2 separate regions of the Thunnus thynnus genome follow, and region 1 is linked to region 2. The links are chromatin contacts, called in public Hi-C maps. All regions are on one chromosome and are shown on one strand. The core of a region is the stretch at or near the end of the contact, and the rest is flanking DNA. Distances in the headings are between cores, read along the strand shown. Region 1 holds the start of trim63b (tripartite motif containing 63b). Region 2 holds the start of LOC137192309 (ras-related protein Rab-17-like).

Region 1 (7,326 bases), core at 2,851-5,350, 240 kb before region 2:
GTCAACACTGGGGATGCCATTTTTCCTTTTCAGTTTCTTAGCTGCCAAAGACATATTCTGCGACTTTTTTTAGCCTTTGTCTTATGACATATGTGCACTGTCACAGCAAAAGATTGATTGAACACTGATTGTCATTATCATTAAAAGAACCAACATGTCTTCTCAGGTGTTGCACCTGTGGTATACAGTAAGGCTGCATCTCCGTTAAATGTCCAATATCATAATTCATAAACCATTAGGGGTGTAATGGTACACAAAATTCACAGTTCGGTATGTAGCTTGGTTTTGGGACATGGTATGTTATCAGCACAGCAGACTAAAACAAAATAAAGGTAGAAAGCAACATTTTGGTCCATTACTGTTTAGCACATCGAAGTAAATGGATTATAAAACTATTTTGACTGTAATTGTTTGGGTCACAGAACAAACTGAACCAAGGAAGTCGCTGACCAAACATCCTGTAACAAATGGTTTGGGACAAATGCACGTACTGTTACACCCCTATAAGCCACATAAAGCCATAATCCTTCAGTACCTTCTTAGAAATGAAATGACATGGCTTCCTGGAGTTGCAAGAACAGTAATCACTTGAGTGAGAGCACTCAGCAGGAACAATTAGATTTAAATGGATGGCTTTAAAAATAATACATCTAGTCTGGATTTGAACTGCTTGCATAAAATATGCGTGTTAACAACAGTAGGTAGCTGAAGTCTTATCAGGTTTATCACAGCTCACCCAGTCTTGTATTGCTGACTGTACCTGCAGTTTAATTCTGTGTTTTGCCTAACTTGTGTTAATTTGTGTCCAACAGGAATAATGCCAGGTATCTATGGAAGCGGATTCCTCAAGCAATAAAAACGGTAAATGAGTTCAACTTCACCTCCATCTGGGTATGATAGATGTAATAGTCCTGCTCATGCTGCCTTCAAGTTATGTGGAAGTTATCATATTTGCAAGTTTGAGATTTGTAAGTACTGTTCACATCAACATTCAGATGGTAAGTCTGGAGTCTGAAAAGCAAAGAAATGTGGATGTTTGACTCTAACTTCATTTGGTCGTTTGAGATCAGCAACACAACATTGAAATATCATCACCTTTTTAAGGTTTTATGTGACTGTTTAATCCATAAATAAATCAGTCATTCATGGTGATATGGCAAGCTTGTAAGTAAACAATTGCTTATTTCCACATCCAGCAGTTATGGAGCAACGTTATCATTCCCTCGGAGTTGTGTTTCTTGCCACCTGGCAAATGTAAATCCAGTATTAACTCTCTTTTAGCTCTGTTTTTGGTCTTTGCCAACTCCTGAGGGAAATATCTTTAGCTTCTAAATGCTCCTCTGTGATCACAGGCTAGCTGCTAATTGTGTCTGTTTGCCATATGGTGCTGAGCAGGCAGCGTACAGTGGGATTTATTTTAGAGCTTTTTTTTTCCTTTCTCTTCTTTTTTTTGATGTAAAAGAGTGGTGAGAGTGAAATAAAACAGTATAGGCCCAGTTTGTGCCTCTCATGCATTAGAATACATTATGGTCACAGAGGTAACATTCAGTTTCTCTAAAAGACAATTAACTTGCAATGTTTGAAAAACCCAGACGCTCATTTAAAGAAACATTGTTTTGGAGGTATTTCCAGAATCCCTGAAGACTTTTCTAACCATCTAAATTAAAAAACAAAACAAAACATTCCATACACTGGATGATAAAAAATATTTTTCACCTGTTTCCTAAGTTGCAACTGTTTCTTATCCGTGTAGCCAGCAGGCCGTCTTGTTTTGATTCAGAAACGGAGGAAGCATCCCCACAACTGTCATCACATTTTGATTCAAATATTTCTAATGTGAGACATCACCAACTGAGCCAAGGATGAAAACACAAATACAGAAATGTGTGGGAGAAAAACTTTTGTATTAATGTAGGAGCCCATTAATAAGTAGGAAGCTGATTGAGAAAATACGTTTTCAGGCTTTCTGCCCTGCGCATCACTGCTCTTCATCACATTCCTAGCTGAAGGTTGAGAAATAATGATCCTCACATTGCTTAAATAGTATGAGATTTGGAATTTAAAATGGTATTTGACAATGGATGTGAGTAAAAATAGTATTTGGGTGTGATTGCTGTTAAAGTACAGTATGAGGGCCACTGCCTTGTCAAGTGAAGCATATGGAAAGATTTTAAAATGCTTTTCCTCTTGTTGTATGCAGGCAAACCCCGAATTAACAGCTGTTTGGGCTGTTGGCCAGCGCATTTGGCAGCGAGACTTTCCAGGGATCTACACAGCCATCGCAGCACACCAGTGGACAGAGAATATCCTTCCGGTCATGGAGGCCCTTCGAGGTAACAACAAAAATCACATCCTACCTGATCTTTCTCTCTTATTACTCTACATGCCATATAGTCTTTTTAGGTAGCACTTCCAAAAAAATGGTTTTATGCCCTGCCCTGGGAAAAATTGAAAATTGTAGAGAAATTCCCTGTAGGGACATTTAAATATTATATACAGTACCAATCAAAAGTCTCATTCTCTTGAATGAGAGTGTGTCCAAACTTTTAACTGGTACTGTACTTCATTACCATGACTTAAAAGTTATGTTAGCTGTATTTTGAATTAATTTAATTTGTAGTTTTATCAGTAAAAGCTTGGGTGACTTTACTTTACATTTCACCTGCATGATATAGAATCAGCAGGGGGCACCAGTTGAACGCAGCTTAAGCTATGATGCAACCCAGCCGAGGGGAAATAAAATATGTTGTAAAATACAGTGAGTGAATTTAACTGTCTATAACATCATGTCCAGCAATGTGACATATTAGTATATATGACATATTAGTATATTAGTATCAAGAAGGCTAGTTCAGGTAGTTACAACCCAATAGTCTGAATAAGATCATCACTTTACACGTATTTACACTATTGTAATCTAACTGAATATCTAAATATTTCAGTTGTCTCTTGATTTCACACATCTATTTTATTTCTTACATCTAAAGAATAATTTTGAGAAAAATCCTTATGAAATTATTGCTATCATGCTCACAATTGTTGGGGCATGTGTGTCATGTGTCGGTTCCCTTGTGCAAGAGTTTAAGAATAGCCTATCAGTCATGTTCACGTTACATCATGTTGATCTGACATGGATGCTTACGTACAGTATGTCATGAGACACTTTGACGCGGATGATAATTGTTTGTTAGATGTGGTGAATGTGAGTAGATAAGATGTACATATACTCAATTTATTGTTTCAAAGTTAATAAAGTAGCACATTCATCCGTAAAGAATAATTTATATGATAATGTTCTTATCATCATGTCAATTGGTGTTTACTGTTTATACCCTTTCTGACCAAGTTAAGACCATGATTCCATCATTGGTTGCCATAAGTATTACTTCATAGAATTTGAAAGATACCATCAAATTTTACAAATTAATAAAGCCCCAAGTGATCCTAGTGCCAGGATTTTTTATTTTAAATGACCGACTGTCAAACAGTCAGAAACCCCAAAGATATGACATTTATAAAGGAGCAAAGAAAAGTGAATCCTCACATTTGAAAATCATTTATTAGCAAATAGGTTGTATTTTTACTTGAAAAAGACTTTAATTTAATGTAGTAGTTGACTCCGTGAAGATGTAATTAATTATCGAAATTGTCTGTCAATTTAATATCATTGGTCAATTGAAATTTAGGTGGTTATGTTAAGAGTGTATGAAAAACAGTTGTGTTACTGTGGTAAATAAAACAGGTTATATGAACAGTAAACATGGAAAATGACAGCTAATCTCAACAAGTGATAAAATGGTCAAAACAACAAAGTCACAGGATGTTGACACTGACTTGTTTACCAATTGGACTGAGCTCCTTCTCTCAGGTAGGGCTCCTCAGTCACATGGACCCTGTTTGTATCTCTCCTCATTCTGACTTCTGTCACTTTTAGAGGGGACACAGTGCCTACTAGGACATGTGACATATGCAGCACTGGGGAGGTGGGGGCCAATTCTCTGAAAAGATCCCAGGCCAGAAAGCAGGCAGGAATGTGTGCTCTGGTTGGTCAAAAGGATCGGGTGTCACCAGCTGTGAGGGGCTGGTATAAAGGACAGAGCTGCTAGCTCTCAGCCAGAATAGATATCGGCATTTCACAAGCAACAGCATACACTAAAGAGTCAGGGTCTGTCCTTTATTGTGATAACTTGTTGAAACTGACGGAGAGAGTAAACCTTGTACCTCTCTCTTCGTGGAAATTAGGAAACGTTCTGGTCTAGCTGCAGGTAGAGACTTTTTCCATTATGGATTTGCAGAGGACAGGATCTGTGGTTCGACCCCCCAGCCCCATGGATAGCCTTGAGAAGCAGCTGAGCTGCCCCATCTGCCTGGACATGTTCACCAAACCTGTGGTCATCCTACCCTGCCAACACAACTTGTGCCGTAGTTGTGCAAGTGACCTCTATGACTCACGCAACCCATACCGTTTTTCTGGTGGTGTCTTTCGCTGCCCTACATGCCGGTTTGAGGTCGTGCTTGACCGCCATGGTGTACACGGGCTCCAGCGCAACCTGTTGGTTGAAAATATCATCGACATCTATAAACAGCAGCAAGAAGGTAGTGGCAGTGGAAGCCCAGACAACTCCCTGAAGCCTAAAGAGTCCAAAGAACCAATGTGCCAAGAACACGAAGACGAGAGAATCAACATCTATTGCACTACCTGTCAGGTACCCACTTGCTCCATGTGTAAAGTGTTTGGGCAGCACAAGGACTGTGAGGTGGCACCTCTAGAAAGTGTTTACCAGGCCCAGAAAGGTGAATTGAGTAATGCTATTGATACCCTGGTGGCCAGCAATGGGCGCCTGCAAGCTCTGCTCAACCAGATGGAAGATGCCTGCCGTGCTGTACAGGAGAATGCTCAGTGTGTTAAACAAGGCCTAGCTGAACGCTTTGACCTATTATATGCTGTCCTGGAAGAGCGCAAAACCATACTACTGGAGCAGGTTGGTAAAGAGCAAGATGAAAAGGTGGCTGCTCTGCGGGCACTGGCTCAACGTTACGGCGAACGACTGCAAGCTAGTTCAGAGCTGACGGATTCGGCTGTGAGGGCATTGGAGCAGAATGGTGCTGCTGAGTTTCTGTTAGCCTCCAAGGGCCTTATTACACAGACCAAAGATGCAGCTAAATGCTCAATGGGGGAAGAGAGGCCAGAGCCAGGCTTTGAGAAGATGGACCACTTCACTTTGTCAACAGAGCATGTTGAAGCAGTCCTTGCAAAAATGGACTTTGGATTGGGTGATGATGATGAATTTGAGGATGCAGAGGAGGAGGAGGAGGAGGAGGAGGAAGAGGAAGAAGAGGAGGAAGAATAATGAAAATTGAAGTGGTTAGGTTCAAGTAGAAACTACTGTAATATGTGCTTTTGAATGTTTTTTTTAACAAGAACAAGAATGGCAGGGACTCTTTGCAATTTGATGTTAAAGAAATATAAGGTTACGGAGGATGTGGGCTAGAATGGCTTGCCCTTACTTTCTGTGCAATATTTAATATCAATGTCGAATTCATACCTTTCCTGAACGTTTTATACTTTTGTACTTTTGAGCCAGTTAAATGCTGGTGTTAAGTGGAAAAATAGGTCTGTAAAATAAATGTAAATAAAATGTCTGCACACGTAATTTTATTCATATGTAGCTTATGGAAATAGTTCTTTTGCATTTTCTCACTTTGTCGAAGTTGATCTACATGTAATCACCAATTTGGTCTTCAGTGGAACCTGAAATAAAGCTGCATGAAATTAATTCATTACTTGTTTTATTTCTAATTCTAATCTTAAAGCAAAGTTTCTAATAAGATCAAATTCAAGAAGCATATAGAGGAAGAAAACTGCAAAACCCAGTTTAATATATACAGTATAGATCTTCCTTTGAGTGCACCCATCAAAATGTCTCCCCAGCCTGTTGTTGCTCTTACTTGGCAATAGACTGTATTCAAAAATAAAAGCCCTTGCCATGTCCTGTCTGCTTTGCCTTTGCTGGTGAAAAGTGGGGTCTATTTTTAAGAGGTGAGAGGGTGAGAAATGATAGCAGCCCTGGAATAGACTGTCAGAGAGGACAGGCCAGGTCCTGTTTCTCCTCCATAAAACTCCCATCCTCCCACATTAGACGTCTTGCTCAGCAGCTCCAACCCAACCCCGGAGTGTCAGAAAGACATACTAAGAAAGGCTGGTCCAGTTGCCACACCAGTCATCTCCCAAGGGTCAAGAGGCAATGGTAAAAATACATGTCTGCCTGTGGACGGACAGGGTTACAAAAATCCCCTTGAGATGACCTGTTTGGCTTCATGGGGAGCATTTCTTTTCTAATATGCGGCCAGTCATGTGCAAGAAACTTGTTCCAACACAAGAAGCTGTTTTATGAAGTATGATTCATGCTGACTAGAGAGGGGGAAAAACACCTCAATTGTTTTTCCTCATTCATCAATGGTGAGACATGACAATGACAAAACAATGTTAACTGGATCCAAATGTATGAAAATAATCAGTTTTAATCATCTTAGTGTCCATTTTAAAGGGTTCAGAAGATACAGCCAAAACTTTCATTAAGACTCCTACTGAATAAATATTAATACCTTCAAACTCAACTGATGCATAAACTTTGCCATGACATAGTTTTTTAAGGTCATATTTTTTAATTCTTCCACCTCATTTTAGACAAGTACAATAACAGGGAGAACAGGAAGCCTGTTGGACTGCAGAATGGGAAAGCACTCTGACAAATCTCCTGCCTTCACCTCACAGCTGTCTCTTCTCATCCTGCTTGTTATTGTTACCGCTGCTAGCTGCTGCAGTAGACTAGGGGCTGACTGTTGGTACACATAAACCGTTGCTAGGCTATAAAACACGAAAGGCCACAACCCTGAGTCATTTACGTGATAGCTTTGCAGGAGCAGCAGCAGCAAGTGCATGCCGATGTATGTCGTTCCATGCTGTTGCGAGACCCTGTCACTCTTACCCTTATCTTCACAAACAACAGCACCATGTCAGGCTGTGGGAAGGATAAATTGGGCAGCTTTGACAGTTGGGAAGCCAGTGCCTTTTGATATAGACTCCTGTGGTCTGAAGTGTAAGCAGTGTACTGCATATAATGTCCATGATTCTTCTTTATCTTGCTTCATTTAACAAGATCAATCATTTAGCATTCTTGATTATGGAAAACTTTCTTTTAGCTCACATGTTTATCACACATGTTGATCACGATCAAATCAGAGCGCCATTTAATATAAAACAGACCCAGATGGTAACAACAATAAAAGGCAGAAAACTCAGTCTTTGTTCAGACATACTTAATT
Region 2 (7,161 bases), core at 461-2,960:
ACCAGTCAGGAAAAGACAAGATAAGTCTTGATACAAGTCAGTTGTCTGTTTCTTTTACCCTTTTGCTGATATCATAGACCAAGAGTGCAGCTTGGGCTCCTCTGTAGTAAAGTGGGGTGACACTGTGGTATTTTTCCTGCCCTGCTGTGTCCCAAATCTCAAAGCGAAGAGTGACCTCATTCAGATGCACCACCTTGGTCAGGTACGCACCTGGGGAGGGAGCAGACAGCACAGTTCACCAGACGGGGTTCATTCATTCACAGCTGAAACTTCAGATTATTTTAACTGGATCATATTTACAGTTAGCAGGCAATCAGAACATGTGTATGAAATCACACGTTAGATGTAATAGTGCTGTTATCAGTTAGTAGATCAAACAATGATGAATGATGAACATTAAAGGAATAGTTTGACATTTTGGGAAATATGTTTATTCACTTTCTTGTCCAGAGTTAGATGAGAAGGATCACCAAAGTGGCCTTCCATCACCGAAGAAGTATTTCAAAAATGTGTGTGTTCTCTATGTCAGTCAGACTGGGAAACACCTCACTTCTGTCTTCCTGTTAAATCTAACACCTTCAGTTCATTTGAAGTGCAGCTGACTAATACCAAAAAGTTTAATCAAGTCACCCCAATTATCAAACAACTCTACTGGCTACATGTTCAAAGTGATAGAGGAAGTATTTAGATCAGTCAGACCAATACGGCAATGTAAAAATACTTAATTAAAAGTAAAAGTCCTGCATGAAAAAAATGCTCAAATAAAAGTTAATAAGCATTAGCAGCAAAATGTACTTTGTACTATTATTCGGTGTGTGTGTGTGTGTGTGTGTGTGTGTGTGTGTGTGTGTGTGTGTGTGTGTGTGTGTCACTAGCCTGGCTCTGCCAAAGGTCACAACCAGCAACTCTAAAGCTGACTTATCAACATATTATATCTCAATTGTTTAATCCATACAAAGCCAAAGTGTTGTGGTTTTACAGGCGCAAGTCACTATACCCAGCCAGGAAATAACCCCCTGCAAACCCACAGCTTTTCCACTTTTTCGTATGAACTAAACAAGGAACATAATGCTGCTTCCTGTGTTTAACTAAGCTCAACTAATTGTCTCCTGTAGCTTCATGTGCAACACACAAACATGAGGGTGCTATCAATCTTCTCATCTAATTCCTGGCAAAAAAAGCAACTAAGTGCATTTCCCAAAGTTTTGAATTATTACTTCAAGATAAATCTTGTTTTCATTGTTAGTAAATGTTATTCCAGTGTCATGAACTCACAGCCCACAGTCGGTGATGTATTTCTGAACTCATCCTTGCCAAATCGCAGGGCCAAACTTGATTTTCCCACCCCTGAGCTTCCCAGAAGTACCATCTTAACCCTGAGGGTCCGGAATTGTCTTCTCAAAGTGTCACTGTTTAGCTGAGCTCCTCCTGGCGCCCGAAGAGTTTCCCCCATTAAAAGATTCAGTTAAATCCAAACCAGTGAAAGAAAACAGGCAGGCAAGACACAAAAAGTCTAAGAAAGTCCTCACGTCCTGATGCAGGAATCAGTATTGTCCCTGGTAAGAAGCAACAGCTACTCCAAAGTGTTCAGAGGAGATAATGTGTGTCCTTTGTTGAGAGTCTCTGGCTTCACGGTGATTTACAGAAAATAAAAGTAAAAGCAAAGTCCAGTCCTAACTTGTAAAAGGCCAGCATGATTTCACTTCCTTGTGCACACTCACTACTGAGCCATAAAACTTTCCAGCACATTCATTCTCAATCTTTGTGCTGATCAGAACTCATACAGAATGACCACAAGTTTAAATCAGTGGTCATGTTTCCTGATAATGACACTGGGGAAGATTTGTAAGAAACCAAAGAGGAAGATGAGAACTTCTCTGGTTTGGTGTAGTTTCCCCTCTACTCAGCCACATGTCAGATTCAAACAAAGACTCAATTCAGTTTCCTTCTAATACATGAATGTATTCATACATAACATAAAGAAAACAAGTCATTTATGGAAGAGTAACTAGTATATATCATTAGAAATGTACTGTGTCCACTTTGTGTACATATATCCTACAGTAAACTATACTGAGGGATTTTACGTCTGGACTGTTTTCTTCCTGTGTATCATATGACATTACACTGTATCATCACCAGAGGGCAGCATGTGCTTTAATAATAAACTGACAGCCTCACAGTTTAAGAGCATGTGTGTCTGTATTAAATAGATCCTTCGATATTCTTTTGTGATGTTCAAAGAAAAATCAACCAAAAAAAACCAAAACTACAACCGACTCAATAAGAATCACAAATACAAAATGTAATTATTGATTGAATAATACTAACTATATTACTGTATACTCAAAATCATAATTTAACCCTGACTGATGTGTGTCTTGGCATATGCAATCAATAACTTATCGATACCACATTAAAATTAATTTAATGTGTTGGTAGATAATAATATTCTTTCAAAGCATCGTAACATATTGTCTCACAGTTTTAAAATATTAATAAAACAAAAGAACACCAATGCACCATTAGCATTTCACTCCTCACAAATTTGTGCATATTATTTAATGTAATGACAGACATGTAATTCGGCCTTAACTAAATAAAACGTAAAGTGTGTTCTAATAATAGAATCAAAAGTTATTTATATGGTGCCTCTCTGGAAAGATTGCAATTCGAAGTAGTTCACATAGCAATGATTAAAGGATCATTACAAAATACACCATCATAAAACAGTGTATGTTAGGGAATCCCATATTCCCTGATACAATAATTCCACATTAATTTAGATGGAAACTCTAAAAATAACACAATACAAAAACTGTTCAATGAGGTTACACATCAACATGCTGGTATCTACATTGTGATGAGTTCATAGGCAGTAAAAAGCCATTCAAAGTTTGAACACTTGTCTATCTCTTTAAGAAACATAGGGCTGTTTTTAGAGCTCCGTGGTCATCATTAAAAATAGCAGAGGGGAGTGAGAGAGTGCGATAGCCCATGCGGGAGCTGTGGTTTCTGTCTGAAACTGAACCCCTGAACATGTATGGAGTCCCTGTCCAGAGGTTGATGCTGCATTCAAGTGCTGCGTGTAAACGCCTGAGACTTAGTGCCTTAGCTAGAGTCTGAAATATTGTGGTGGGAAAACTTTCTGAGGGTGTGATTTAGAAGTTAAGAGAAGCAGATAACACTCATTCATTTACTCCTCTTTCCTTGCAGTATAAAACAAAATATGTGCAACTGTCATGTAGCTACAGGCAGTGGTGGAGGAAGTATTCAGATCCTTTACTTAAGTAAAAGTACCAATAAGCAATGTAAAAATACTCCAAAAATCTGCATGAATAATACTACATAAGTAAAAATACATTACATACGAATACAAGTAAGTGCAAGTATTATGAGCTTGATGTAGTTAAAGTATTGCAGTAAAAGTAGTGGTTTGGTCCCTCTGACTGATATATTATTATATATGACATCATTAGATTATTAATAGTGAAGCATCAGTGTTAGAGCAGCATGTTACTGTTGTAGCTGCTGGAGGTGGAGCTAGTTTACACTACTTTATATACAGTTAGCTAGTTTAGTCCACTGGTTCCCAACCTAGGGGTTGAGATCATTAATGGGAGAAGAGGGAAGAAAAAACAAAGTTCTGATACACAAATCTGTTTTCAGTTTTTGGACTTTTTCTCTAATCTTTGATTTTTGCTGAAATATTGGATCATTTGAACATTTATTGAAATGAAAGCATGTGAGAAGTTTAGAGGGAAAAATCACTATTTGGTGGAGCTGTTAACAACTCATAGACATGTGAAATGTGACCCCGACTACACACTGCTTTTTGTAAGACGTCAAGAGACAAAAAGTTTGGAAACCACTGGTTTCATCTTTAACAATGTGTTGTATTTTAAAAGCTTGTTATATTATCCATTGTGTCAAATCTTCATCTGAAAAGTAACTAAAGCTGTCAAATAAATGTAGTGGAGTAGAAAGTACAATATTTCCCTCTGAAATGTAGTGAAGTAGAAGTATAAAGTAACATCAAATGGAAATACTCAAGTAAAGTACAAGTACCTAAAGATTCTACTTCAGTACAGTACTTGACTAAATGTACTTAGTTACTTTCCACCACTGGCTACAGGCTAAAGGACATTTTAAGACTACAAAGAACAGCAGATGGTAGCATGTGGTGTTGTAAAATTTAGACTTGTAAATAGATCTATTTTAGTTATTACTTGACTCATTTCCTGTAGAAACCACACTAAAAAAGTTCCCACAGCCACTGACTTTTGTGATTAAAATAAATGTAACTGTCAAAAGCTATAAAAAAAAAAATATGCAAGATAAAGTCAGGATGTAGTAAATAAAGTGTAGTTGGCATTTAATACAACACACACAATACAGCAAAAACAACTTTTACCTTTCAACGTAAAGATTTCCTCCCACTAACATTACTTTTATTAAGGTACCATATGATTTTTTTTTGCTTTTATATTGTCAATAGCCTATAACAGGGGTCAGCAATTAGGTTCAACCATGGGCCAGATTTTTTCAGCACTGTTTATTTGGGGGCAGATTACAAGCTCATATTTACTGGGATTTAGGCTACATGTGCCTTGTGTTTACATTGTTACCTTCCATGGATTTATGAAGAGTCATGTAAGAGATTTGATGCAATTTATAAAAGGGAAAACTTCAGCTTCGTTTAGGGGACAAATGTTTTTTTATTTGCCTACCACTGGCCTATAACCTGTGATACTATTGTAAGGAGTGTGCAACATACAGGGGGTCTCAGGGGTCTGGGACTCCTTAACTGACAGCTTGGACCCCCTGAAAATCTCAAAATGAAATTTTAAGGGGTATGTTCTCAAGAATGGGCCTCATCATTTCCAATTTATCTACACAGTAAGGTTTATTTCTATATAACCATCGAAATCTTTGATTGTTTTCATAATAACACAATAAATAATATATATTGCAGTTGAAGCATTTACAGCATGTGAATGCTACTGAATGCATATTTACATGTCCCATAAAAAATGTGACATGTGAACATGTACTAATTCATACTATATACAAATTAAAAGTCCTTTATTTAGAATCAGAATCAGAAACAGGTTTATTGCTATGTAGTAATAGTATTTGTCTTAGTGTTGTGGTGCATAATAGTCAAAAATATACACAAAATTAAGTAATCCTCAATAATATAAAAAAGAAAGAATTTACAATACGAAAATATGTTAAATATATTCTAACTGAGAATAGCTGCTACAGGTTTAATATTTAAATTGATGAATTCATCTCCAAGAAAAAAAAAGTCGTTAAAAATCCTTAAAGGCATACTATGCAGGATTTTTTGGTGTTTTGCTGCATCACTGGATTTTGTGTGAATGCAGAGCTTCATCCATTCCGCTGTGGCCTCTCTGGTCTGTGTGTGTGTAGCTCAGCCCCGCCCTTGTTCAAGCAGACACACATACCTGAGGCTCTTTATACGTCCATGACACAGAGAGCAGAGAACAGAGCGGAGCAAAAGAGAGAGACGGAGATAAGAGAGTCCCAGCCTTACACCCTGTTATTGGCTGTGGCCTACACACCCACAGAAACATCCTGAAACACAGCAAAATAATAAGAAAATACAGGCAGAGGGCAGGGTCTCTGTAGATAGATACACCACCACCCACATCTAGTGGGTCATTGTGATGATTGAGAGGGATTACTTTTGTAAATCCTGCATAATATACTTTTAAACAGTCCTTCAATCACAGAACAAACAAATAGACCAATAAATAAACGTGCTTGTTCTTGTATCTTTAGGCTTTAGGCACTTTTTGGATCTAGTGGCTGATGTATGCCTTCCCGTCTGTACCGCCCACCGTCCCGGGACTCCCCCACTGTCCCATGGTATTCCACGCACTGATTGAAATCCATATATCCGACATCCCGTGAAGGCGGCATGATTGAGTACAGGCTTTGAAGTTCGTCAGTGTGACAGGTTCGACTCTGTTACTGTGACTCCGTCAGTTGGTGGAGTTACACTGCTGCTATTCAACACCAGAGCAGTTCAAGACGTTTTTACAGGGTTTAGTTAAAGTTAATATTGTTTTTTTTTTTATTCATAGTTCAGTGTTTGTTTAATTTCCGGGGATTAACAAACGCAGTGGACGGTTGTGAGTGAATTTGCCAGTAAACGCGTCAGAAACACACGTGCTCGCTGGCAGATTGAGACATTTGCGTCGTTTCAGAAACACAGGAAGAAGTGTGAAGACGGATGTATGACAATGAGCCATGCTGTGAGACTCACCAGCCACGGGTTTATTTCATCTCCTCGTCTGTGAATCTACATCTCAGCGACACATGAGAGCCACTAACTACAGCTCTGTGTGGATTATTCGGTGCACAGTTGGACCACAAGTGTGAGTTTATTGACATTTGAGTGTTTGATTAAAAAACATGGGGACCCAGGGCACAGGACGGAAAAGATCCACCAAGAAGGAGAGGTCGACGGCAGAGGACGATGCCCTAAATCTGATAGCGAGAGAGGTGAGTGGAGAATTTGTATGCTGTGTAAAAACTCATGGACTGGTCTTCCTCCTCAGCTCTGTGTATCATACAATGGTTGAGAGTAACTAAGTACTCAAGTACTACACTTAAGTATAATTTTGGGGTACTTGTACTTTACTTGAGTATTTCTATTTTATGCTTAATTTTTTATGCTTAACACTTCCACTCCACTACATTTCAGAGGGAAATATTGTACTTTCTACTCCACTACATTTATTTGACAGCTTTAGTTACTTTTCAGGTGAATATTTGACACAATGGATAATATAACAAGCTTTTAAAATACAACACATTGTTAAAGATTAAAGGTGCAGTGTGTAGGATTTAGTGGCATCTAGTGATGAGGAATACCCCTCCACTTAACTATGTAAGAGAACCTACGGTGGCCGCGAAACTCACGAAAAACGCTAAAAGCCCTCTCCAGCGCTAGTGTTTGGTTTGTCTATTCTGGGCTACTGTAGAAACATGGCGGCGCAACATGGCAGGCTCCGTGGATGAGGACCCACTCCTTATGTAGATATAAAGGGGTCATTCTAAGGTAACGAAAACACAACGATTTTTATTTTCAGGTGATTATACACTAATTAAAACATATAAATATTATAT

Evidence for each region. Hi-C and Micro-C count contacts between places; a contact is called where the count stands out from the background.
Region 1: a contact with region 2 is called in a Hi-C map of muscle, with 5 times the contacts expected there. The contact joins the promoter of trim63b here to the promoter of LOC137192309 in region 2. A contact is called at or near these places in 2 of 3 Hi-C or Micro-C datasets (heart and muscle).

Annotation. Positions count from the first base shown.
Region 1 is chr11:4,416,013-4,423,338 of fThuThy2.1, reverse strand. trim63b (tripartite motif containing 63b) reads left to right here and starts at 4,100. Exons shown (of 1, transcript XM_067602899.1): 1 at 4,100-5,993. The coding sequence starts at 4,284. The coding sequence ends at 5,351. cops8 (COP9 signalosome subunit 8) reads left to right here. Exons shown (of 7, transcript XM_067602900.1): 3 at 813-861; 4 at 2,201-2,333.
Region 2 is chr11:4,175,347-4,182,507 of fThuThy2.1, reverse strand. It overlaps LOC137192309 (ras-related protein Rab-17-like), which reads right to left and starts at 1,710. Exons shown (of 5, transcript XM_067602896.1): 1 at 1,276-1,710; 2 at 59-210. The coding sequence starts at 1,453.